Linked DNA regions of Bicyclus anynana: region 1 is linked to region 2. Evidence: chromatin contacts called from public Hi-C data. All regions are on one chromosome and are shown on one strand. Each heading gives the region's core, a stretch centred on a gene start, on an enhancer-like site or on the middle of the called end of the contact. The rest is flanking DNA. Distances are from core to core; before and after follow the strand shown. Region 1 overlaps LOC112051090 (cyclin-dependent kinase inhibitor 1). Region 2 holds the start of LOC112051090 (cyclin-dependent kinase inhibitor 1).

Region 1 (4,972 bases), core at 827-3,326, 51 kb after region 2:
GCATGCAAAGGTTACGAAATTAGGTGTAGGATGGAAATAACATCTAAATTGTCTATTCAAAGTTTCTCTATGTTTCGTGAACTAACCAATGAATGTCTTATTAATGACTGGCTGGATGCCCACGAATTCTTCCGCGTAAATTTGTGATTTACTACCCTTACAGGCAAAATTTTGGAAACATTCTTTCTTAGATGCCTCCGCTTGCTAGATCAATCAGTATATTTTTTGGTTCTATGACGAAAAATTTGTTGTGGCTGGCTTAGAGGTTAGAATCCCCAAAATTTGTATTTAAAGTCCTCTAAGAAATCTGCCTTATAATTTTCCGATGTTCAGTCAAAGAAGTAACATTTCAATGGACTAGTAACCTTTTTTATAAGGCAGATTATAAATTGCTCTACTTCGATATTTAAGTGTTCACTGTTTACAATGTCTGTATTCAAATTAGAATTACAGTAACTACGTAATTATCTAAGTGTATTATCAGACTAATTGAATTATTACTGTAGGGGTTACTAGTTAATTGAATACGGTAAATTGAGTTAATTGAATGCTTAACGGTAAATGATACATAGTTAATTGAATGATTACTATTTTTATTGTCTGATTCTCTTAAATTACAAGGTGACTTGGGTATGGAGAAAAATAAATTACCATTTTGAATTCAGACGACTATTTATTTGACGGCTTATAAATCAAATTAGGCATAGACAATGTAGATTCACAAATTCAAAACTTAAGCACATAAAACGAAATAATTTGACCGTAAGACAATCATAAAGCCAAGGCCGCCACACTTTGTTACTAAAATAAATTTCCTCCTCTAAATCAGTGTCTATATTCCCAAAATTCCCCCCATCTGAATCAGTTTGTCTAAATTTACATAAACCCCCCCTCTGAATCAGTTTATCTAAATTCACATAAATCCCCCCTCTGAATCAGTTCGTCTAAATTCACATAAATCCCCCCTCTGAATCAGTTTGTCTAAATTCACAATACATAATACGACACACGCGACGCTGTGTGTGCTCGCACAGATATTTAGGTCGCTCAAAATAACCACACCGTTTCGACAACTCTTATTAAAGCGCTCGCAGATACCGAAGCGTTAACGCGACCAGTTAGCAGTGTTAAACTAGATAGTATTTCATTTTACTGATCACAAACGCTACTTGATAATATCAAATCACTTTGAACGATTTTGTATGTGTCATTGTTTTGTTTATGTTTTGAGGTTACAAAGCCACGTTTTGGATAATCCACTTTGGATAATCCACCGATAGAAGAGTTTCTACATCATAAATCTTAATGTTTCAAAAGTGCTTGTTAACTAACTTGAAATAAGACTGAACTTAATGCAGAATTGAATAGATGCAGTCAGTTCTTTATTAATATTGACTACATTATTGATTTTGCTATTATTATCCGCGAAAACTGACGAATACAATCCGCAAGTTAACGTTGTAGAGTCAACATCTGAGGATGCTCTGGTTTCAGGGTGAAATATACGTAGAGGACTTTCTGTAGGATCTAGGTGACGCTGATTCCTCGATTTTTTGTGGATAGTAACAAAATAAATCAGTCATTTCTACACGAAACGAAAGTATTACAAACTTTACATAATTATTATCAATGTTAACGTAGAAAATGCGTCAAGGCCAAATTTCACATAGGTACATGTTTTTATTTACGCGATAAAGACTTAAACAATGATCATCAACATGCCTTATTGTTAATTTTAAGACGCTGAAAATATCCCTCGATTTAGTATGTTTTGTGACGCTGCCAAACATCACTTTCAGTGAAATTCCATCTTGCAAATTCCAAAAATTGCCTTTTACGAACAAAATAGGTACATGCAGCATGGTGATCTATTTTTAGTATTCCAGTCAGTCAAAACATCAAGTAGTTAGGTACATGGAAGGAATTCCACTCGATATCTTAATATTTGAAATGTCGTACGTCGTCAGTATATCGTTTGGCGGTGATAAAAGATTGATAGTGTCATACGATAAATATGTAGAGTTTGTATAGACGCGTCGCGACCACGCGCACGATCGCCAAGGCCATTTTGTTTACACACACCCGCATATTTACGAGCTAAAGTGGTATTAACCGACCGCATAGTGTACAAATCCTGCCGCTATACGCTCCCGCGTCGCGAAAACGCCATCTTAAATCATCCGTGTAATATCAATAAGAAAATGGCGCGAACCGCTCCATTGAACATTTGGCGGGAAACGGTTGCGTAACGCTGTGAAAGTATTTTCACTATGTTTTATCAACGTGTTTAATGTGTTGTTTATCATGAAATCTTACATGTAAGCGATTCACGATTTTGTATGTGTCATTGTTTTGTTTATGTTTTGAGGTTATAATTTACAAAGCCACGTTTTGGGTAATCCACCGATGGAGAGTTTCTACATGATCAATCTTAATGTTTCAGAAGTGCTTGTAAAGTAACTTGAAATAAACGAACTTTAAATTTGAACTTAGTTTAGGGCTTATGAAAATACCTAGAAACAAAACGAACGAAGTGAGTTTTATAATAGAGATACAAGTATCTACATAATATTCTTCATGCAATATTTTTTATTCCATAATTAAAGTTTTATCAAAAGAAAGTACGTAAATAAATACTTTAATGAATTCTTATTAATGGTCTAATTCTTCATCTTCATTTAGCAAATCATAATATTTTACAAACTACAATAAATTATATAATCAGTTAGGTATTACACAACGTATTCGTTTATATCTGTTTAATTAGTCATTAAGTGAACACGTGATTTACTGGCCAAAGTTTTGGCGGGAAATGAGCCCAAGCCGCGTGGTGACCAGTCGGCCTTGGGCCTGGTGACGTCATTGACATAGTTCCCGACTGCACAAACGGACTCGCGATAGTTTTTTACAGTGATTCCGACGAAAACACTCGCCACGCTCGTTATTATTAACTGGTCCCAAGCCTTGCCCATGACTAGGGCTGAGACATCTCCGAATGTCTTCGATATCGATACTGTGAAGAATCGATTGAAGTGAATCGTAATACTTCCATCGATTCTTCATAATATCGATATTTTTAGTGAATAGACAAAATTAATTAAAATAAAAGCCGAAATAAAAACTATATTTGTGCACGAATTATAGATTGTTAAAGGTTTATGATAGCTAAGAAGCTGAAGCAAAGTTAGTTAGTACCTACAGAGAAGATTTTGATTATATATAAGATCTACTAGAAACAAACCAATATTAATTTATAAGTAACATATCCTAATGTTATTAAGTAAATTAAGATCCAAACTTCCTGTGTAAATTTAATGAAATCTGTGAATGCTTCTTTTTTCAACATTTCTTTGTGAGTTTACTACTCCACCAGACCAGACCATATTATAAACGAAGAAAAGTTAGGCATACCTATTACATAATTATTTAGAGGACATTTCAGTTAATCTCCTCAATTTTATCTCGCCTATATTATATCAATCGATTGTATACTTGTACTTAATACTATCAAAAAGATTTTCAGATCGATTTTATGACTGAACTGACATAAAATCGATTTGAAAATCTTGTAACTGTAACAACACTAGGTGTAATATTCTCGCAATTGGCCGTTTCCTTATCGATCTTCTTTTAGTCAAGGACATTTAGTTTTTGACAAATATTATCATAATGAATATCGATACGTTCCACGTTAAAAATATCAAACGATTTTTTTTTATTATCTCACCTTAACCTTGACAACACTTGTACATAACTATTCAATGATAAAACCTCGTGTTTTAAACTTATTTACAACGATATTTTAGTTCTTAAAGTCTTACAAAGTATAATAAACATAAACTCTCTTATTTTCTAATTAAATTAAACCATTTTCTATTAAAATAATTACAATTTAACAACTTTTATGACTTATAAATATTTGCAATTCAACAAGTCATATTCATAAGTTAATATACTAAATTAACTTTTTGTATTTAAGTAATTTGCATGCTGATTTTAAAAATTTGATTGTTTTAAAAAGAATTCAAAGATAAGCTGTTTTCTTGCCGGCTATTCTCAGTAGCTATCCTGCCTTCTAAATTGGTGGTACAGTTTACAACCTAACGTTTCAAGAGTGTTATAAACTAAGATAAAGTGATATGTATGAGGTATTACTTTTATACAATATCGTAAAGTAATATGTAACGTACATCTAGACTTGTTTGTCGTCTCAACCACGTGGTACGCGAGACGAAAGCAAATCATCTGACCTTCAGGCATCGCGTGTTGCCATGCCATCCTAACTATAACGCCTATATACTTCGTGTTACGTTTTAGCTTCTGACTTCTCTGGCTTGACTTGTTTGAATACGATTATTATGCATCTGTAATTCGATGCTAAGTTTCGAATTGTTATCACGTTTCAATGCAGATGATTTTGCACCTGTGCACACTGAGGTTTTTAATACGTTTGTAATTCTTGCTTGATTAAAAATTCATTCATCATTAACCACCCATATTAATACAACAAGAATGGGAGGGGTTAGGCTAATAGTCCACCACGCTAGGTAGTAGAATCTTTACAAACGTGACGTGTCAAAAGTGCTTGTAAACTGAGCCTACTTGTAATAAATGAATTTTGAATTTTTTGAATTTTGCTAGCCCGATGCGCATTGGTAGTCTTCACACATGTAGAGGATTAACAGTGGAATTTATAAAAGTTGTAGGGGCACCCCCAGTGGATCATTCAGCCGCTGAATGTCGAAGTTAACCTGTATTTGTTTGAGAAATTGACACTCAGTGGGTGAATGATCCCCTGGGGGTATCCCTACAACGTGTATGAATTCCACTATATAAGAAAACTCGCAGGTATGCAGGTTTTCTCACGATGTTTTTATGAATGACAATACTGAATTTCATACATTACCTTATCTTACTTTCTTGCACAGATTAAAAGCGAAGAAAGTATTACAATTGACTTCTTGATATATTG
Region 2 (5,718 bases), core at 2,371-4,870:
ATATGGCAACACTTTTTTTTATTTAATTTATCCAAGCTTTGACGGCCTCCGTGGCGCAGTGGAATGGTGGATTTACAAAACGGAGGTCGTGGGTTCGATCCCCGGCTGGTCCAATTGAGGTTTTCTTAATAGGGATGATGACACTTTTTAACCGACTTCCAAAAAGGAGGAGGTTCTACGTTCGGCTGTATGTATGTTTTTTTAAATTGTATATAAATTAAGAGTATGCTAATAGTAAAGCAATTTTGTAAAAGTAATAGGGTATCTGCGATCATTACTTTCGGGGCTATAGGGATTTAAAGGGTCAGATTTGCGGCGCTGCCGCGGATCCCAGAAAAATGCCCCATACAAAATGGTACAAACTTATGACGTCGTAGGCAATTAATGATAATGATTTGTATGGGCGTTTAAACAAAATTACTAATAACTTTGTTATTTTTGCGTTTATATTTATAGTTCATGTATTAAAAAATGTCACATTTAATGTAAGGAAGCTAAAACTGTAGGTATGAATTTTCATTTAATTGCGATAAAATATTTTTAGTGGATTTTGAAATTTTATAATCTTATTTATTTTGCAAATATCCAGTCAATCTTAAAAATTAGTTAACATTCACCTTATTTACCCAAATGCATCATAAAAATCAATATATTCAAACCTAGTCATCATCCCCATTGGTCCAGGTCTAGCTATTCCCATAGGAACTGGAACTAAGCGAGTAAAACCGCGGGGCACCAGCTATTTTATTATATGGTCATTCATAAATCATGATATACCAGAATATGATATAAACAATCAATGATATCAGTCAGTAACAGCCACTCAGCGTTATTGTTTAGCTTACGTGCAGTTTTGTCGTTTGTTATGTCTTCATCCAAAAATGGCTACTCAACATTGTCATATGTTATGATAGATTGATCTATTTATAACCAACGATTACGGTGGGTCTTCATTCAATTTAATATTTTATGTATTACTAGCTGACTCCGCGCGGTTTCACCCGCGTGGTTCCCGTTCCGTAAGAATACAGGGATAACATATAGCCTATAACCTTCCTCGATAAATAGCCTATCTAACACTGAAAGAATTTTTCAAATCGGACCTTTAGTTGTAGTTCCTGATTTTAGCGCGTTCAATCAAACAAACAAACTCTTCAGCTTTATAATATTAGTATAGATATGTATAAAGATATTGTAGGTACATAAAATAAATTGTGAAATTCAGTCTTTCACAAATCCCGCAGGAAAAGAAAAATCTATCTGTAGGATAAAAGAAGAAAAGAAAGAAAGAAAATAAATTAATTCAGATTTAAAAGTTACAAACAGTATCCCACCCTAAAGACAGCATGTCTGTCTGTAACCCTTAAAAAGAAAGGGTGTACAGCTCAGCATATGCCGTGTACTATATACAAGCATATAATACACGACGCTGATTTTCAGCTGAGACCCGTTACTTCTTCTAGTGAAAGTCTCATTAAAATCGGTTCAGCCAGTCCAGAGATTAGTCTGGACGTACAGATAGACAAGATAAAAATACATCTATACTAATATTATAAAGCTAGATAAGTTCCTTATTTCTATACTTATATAATATATAAATTCAATAAAATACAAAGTCCGCCGAAAATCAAACCTTCTTAGTAACTATTGGTTCAACATCCCTATTTATATCTAAAAACACAGAAACCGTTAGTAACTTTGTGACCTATTTACACCGGAAGTCGGTGCAGAGTTTGCGGTGGACAAAAACGTGTTTCCGTTCACTAGCAGATGTTTTGTGTTGCACTGGTGTAAAAAATATTACTTTCTCCACAGGTGCAGAAAATATTAGGATTTATGTTTATATTACCGTTAAGTTAATATAATCTTCCTGTCTCTTTGGTCCAGTACGTATATGATTGCGCTCTATGAAATTCTTACAAGACCCAGTTCCTGGATTCGATCCCTGGCTGGGCCGATTAGGTTTACTTAATTGGTCCAGGTCTGGCTGGTGGGAGGCTTCGGCTGTGGCTAGTTACCAACCTACCGGCAAAGACGACTGTGGTGTTTTCATCCTACTCCTAAGTCCTAACGAGTTTGCCCGATTCCACCATAGATGGCATCATAACGTACCATCAGGTGTGATTGTAGTCAAAGGCTAGCTTGTAAAGAATAAAAAAGGGGAGGGGATATGGAGCTTTGACCCACCACGCTTTACGTGCTCTCCTGCATGAAAGTAAAACGTCACTAGCTTGTCAACTCCAGGCTTCACCTAAAAATATGCGGGAAAACTCAATAAAGCTTATCCCAACCTGCAGGCTAATTCGTCGTCATCAACCCATATTCGGCTCACTGCTGAGCTCGAGTCTCCTCTCAGAATGAGAAGGGTTAGTCCAGTAGTCCACCACGCTGGCACAATGCGTATTGGCAGACTTCACACACGCAGAGAATTAAGATAATTCACTGGTATGCAGGTTTCCTCACGATGTTTTCCTTCACCGATTGACACACGTGATATTTAATTTCTTAAAATGCACACAACTGAAAAGTTGGAGGTGCATGCCCCGGACCGGATTCGAACCCACACCCTGCGGAATCGAAGGCAGAGGTCATATTCACTGGGCTATCACGGCTAATTCACTAAAGTGTTTTTCAGATAGCATGGGCACGGTGACAGTTGCCTTATGACATTCATAATATGTACTATTATCGTGAATCGCGGCAAGCTTTTAAGAGTGAAACGAACTGTCACCCTATCTGAAAAACACTATAACTTTGACGTACTCGTATGTTGACATTTACGAAATTGATATTCTATGTAACAAATGTCTTCCGGTGCCTCCTGACAATTTTTCGTGAATATTAAGTGTGTAGATAACATTTCTCAGTTTATTTGATCTTTATTTTAATATGTTGTTAAATTAATAACACTGGAACTTAAACCCAAGACTGCACTATCCGAAGTCTATGCGGTTAACCATTGTCACCAACCAACAAGACAACATTAACCTGTTATCTAATACAATATATTTTACGATTGCATCAATCTCATACAGACTTTCCTTAGTCCTAATAACCGATGCCATGGGTAAATTTAATTTTTTTAAATTAAAAATAAAATTAATCAAACCGAAATTCATTTATTTCAGGTAGATTGCAAGCACTTTCGAAACGTCAAGTTTGACGATTTGCAAAGACTCTACCGGTAGCGGTTCGAAAGGCAAGCTTGGCGGGTATAAAATAATAATAAACGAAAGTTTAAAGTATAGAAAACAATATTTTACCGCTTAATAGCATTCAATTAACATTTTTATAACAAGACAAACCTTCAAACTCATCAATAATGGTGTAGTTTTTCTTCATTTAGACAAATATATATGGAAAAGAGCCCATTTCTAAATATATCGCGAATAACTTCAAAATCGCATCCAAAGCAGCGAATTCTTTAAATAGTCGACATTTGAACACCTACACATACGCTCTTGAATATGTTTACCGAAATACAAGTAAACAAGAATAAAGCTGAACGCGCCAAACACAATTTTCCGTAACAAAACTCGAGCGCACCGGAAAGTCGCATTTATTTCCCGCCATCCGGCTCCTCGACCAACCGAAATTTGGCGCCTAAAATCCTCGAGCCAATGAATACAATGGCCGCCCTTTTCAACCAATCAGCGCGAAGCCCGCGCTCTCGCCATCGCGTCTTTGTCATATCTCGAAAATTAGTACGCCAGTGCAGTGAACCCCGACGTTAAATTGAAGATTTTCCGTGAAATAACGTTGTAAAACTTATCAGGTGAGCTTAATTTTATTGTTTATTCCAAATAATAACAATAATTTTATCTTTTTATAAATCGAACACATGATGTCGTCTACGTATTAAATAATAGTTTCGCAATTTTACTACAATCAACTAAATCCGAAATGGCGCTGTGTTTTAACAAAAATATTTCACAGTTTTGAACAAATTAAATGTATAAATGCCATATTTTGAATCATTTATTTGATAATAGTTCTGTTTTAATAAATCTGGTTTTAATACTATTGTAATATTCTAGTCCCCGTTCAGCAAAATGGCGGCGACGTTGTGTGCTATTAATATATGCTCTGTCCTCTTTTATGCAACACGAACAAGTGCAAGTGTGACAGGGACAGCGATATTTCTGATAAGAAGGTTTATAGTATGCTGCACACGTAACTAGACACGTCTTCGTTCTTCGTAAACAAGCTCTGTATTGGTGTTGCCATAATGACAAGTAATTAAACATTCCTCTAATTTAGGGTAACTTATAATTGTTGATATAATTTAATTCGTCCATTTTACTATCGTATATTTTATATGAGATTTATCGTAGACAAAAGTGGATTTAGTAATATGTTAGTTATAATTACCAGATATTGCTTATACTTCACTTTTTTTGTAGTAAGACGTTTTATTTTTTATTTATGTGTTTTATTTTTAGTGTATTTCTATGACTTATTTTTTTATTACATTAGATTTATTTTTAATTGAACATTACATTATTTCTTAGTTATTATCGAAAATAGTTGCACAAATTATTAGTGGTAGTGATTTGACAGATCATGGCTAATACTGTTTAAAATGATTGTTAATTACATCCTACTAATATTATAAACGCGAAAGTTTGTATGGATGTTTGTTTGATTGGATATTTGTTACTCTTTTACGCCGCAACTACTGAACTGATTAGGTTGAAATTTGGAATGGAAATAGATTTACTATTCTGGATTATGGATTTCTCTGGATTAACACATAGGCTACTTTCATCTCGGAAAAATTCACGGCACCCGAGGGATTTCTGAAAAACTAAATTCCACACAGATGAAGTCGCGGGTGACCGCTAGTAAACTTATAAATGAATAAAATTGTATGTATATATTAGTCGATTTGAGTCAACTTTATATGGCAACATTACATTACAACATTGTAATACGTAGGTAAACGTAATGATTCACTTTCAAGTTTCATGATGTTTGATTAATAGGTATTCTTTGCATGATCGAAAGTTTGCTTCATTTTATTATTATTTCCTAAAAAAAAAATTTTATTAAATTGGTTTATTTTCTTAAAGGTAGATAGGTTTTATAGGGAATAATTTTAAAACTAGGTAGTTACTATCGTAAATTATTTGGTTATTTTAGTTTTTTTCGTAAAATATAGTTTTGTTACCTACTTAGGTATATAGTTATATAGTTTACTAATATTTTCTTATAAGAATTATTCGTAGTTTCCAAAAGAAAATCACTTTTTTTACTTTAAAGAGATAATTTTATAGCATCGGTATGTACTTTAAATGCCTTTATCATATTATTTTTTTTATACAAATGAAGAAAAGAAATTCGTTGATAAATGGTTGATGCAATTATTCGTCTTATTTGAGGAAAATATTCGATAGTAGCGCCACACTGTGGCAACAAGCACAACACGCGTGAAGCGACGCGGTCGGATCGGCGGCGGCGCAGCGAAGGTGAACGCGACGCGTTCGGCGTTCTTTCTTTAGTCGGCCGATCGCTTTGTGCTAGGACGGACGTATCACGTCACTTACGCGTCACTGTCGTATTCGTGTTGTTTACATTCTTATTGGTTCGTAATGAGACAAACATTGGTTTGTGCGTGTTAAAAACTCGAGTTATTGTTGCATAGGTTCCGCGGATGCGGTCAAGGAGTGCTTAAGCGTTTTGGAACTATTGAAACGAAGATGTCTACATTAAGTATGA

The links. A called contact is a pair of places that touch in the nucleus more often than the background predicts.
Region 1: a contact with region 2 is called in a Hi-C map of whole larva, with 5 times the contacts expected there. The contact joins the enhancer-like site here to the promoter of LOC112051090 in region 2. A contact is called at or near these places in 2 of 2 Hi-C or Micro-C datasets (whole body and whole larva).

The regions. Positions count from the first base shown.
Region 1 is chr23:8,622,770-8,627,741 of ilBicAnyn1.1, forward strand. All of the region lies in intron 2 of LOC112051090 (cyclin-dependent kinase inhibitor 1), which reads left to right. Among protein-coding and RNA genes, the nearest start is that of LOC112051090, 52 kb to the left of the region's middle. Within about 2 kb of position 2,077, at least 8 of the 8 cell types and tissues checked have open chromatin away from gene starts, as enhancers often do.
Region 2 is chr23:8,569,830-8,575,547 of ilBicAnyn1.1, forward strand. LOC112051090 (cyclin-dependent kinase inhibitor 1) reads left to right here and starts at 3,621. Exons shown (of 3, transcript XM_024089570.2): 1 at 3,621-3,775; 2 at 5,645-5,718. The coding sequence starts at 5,700.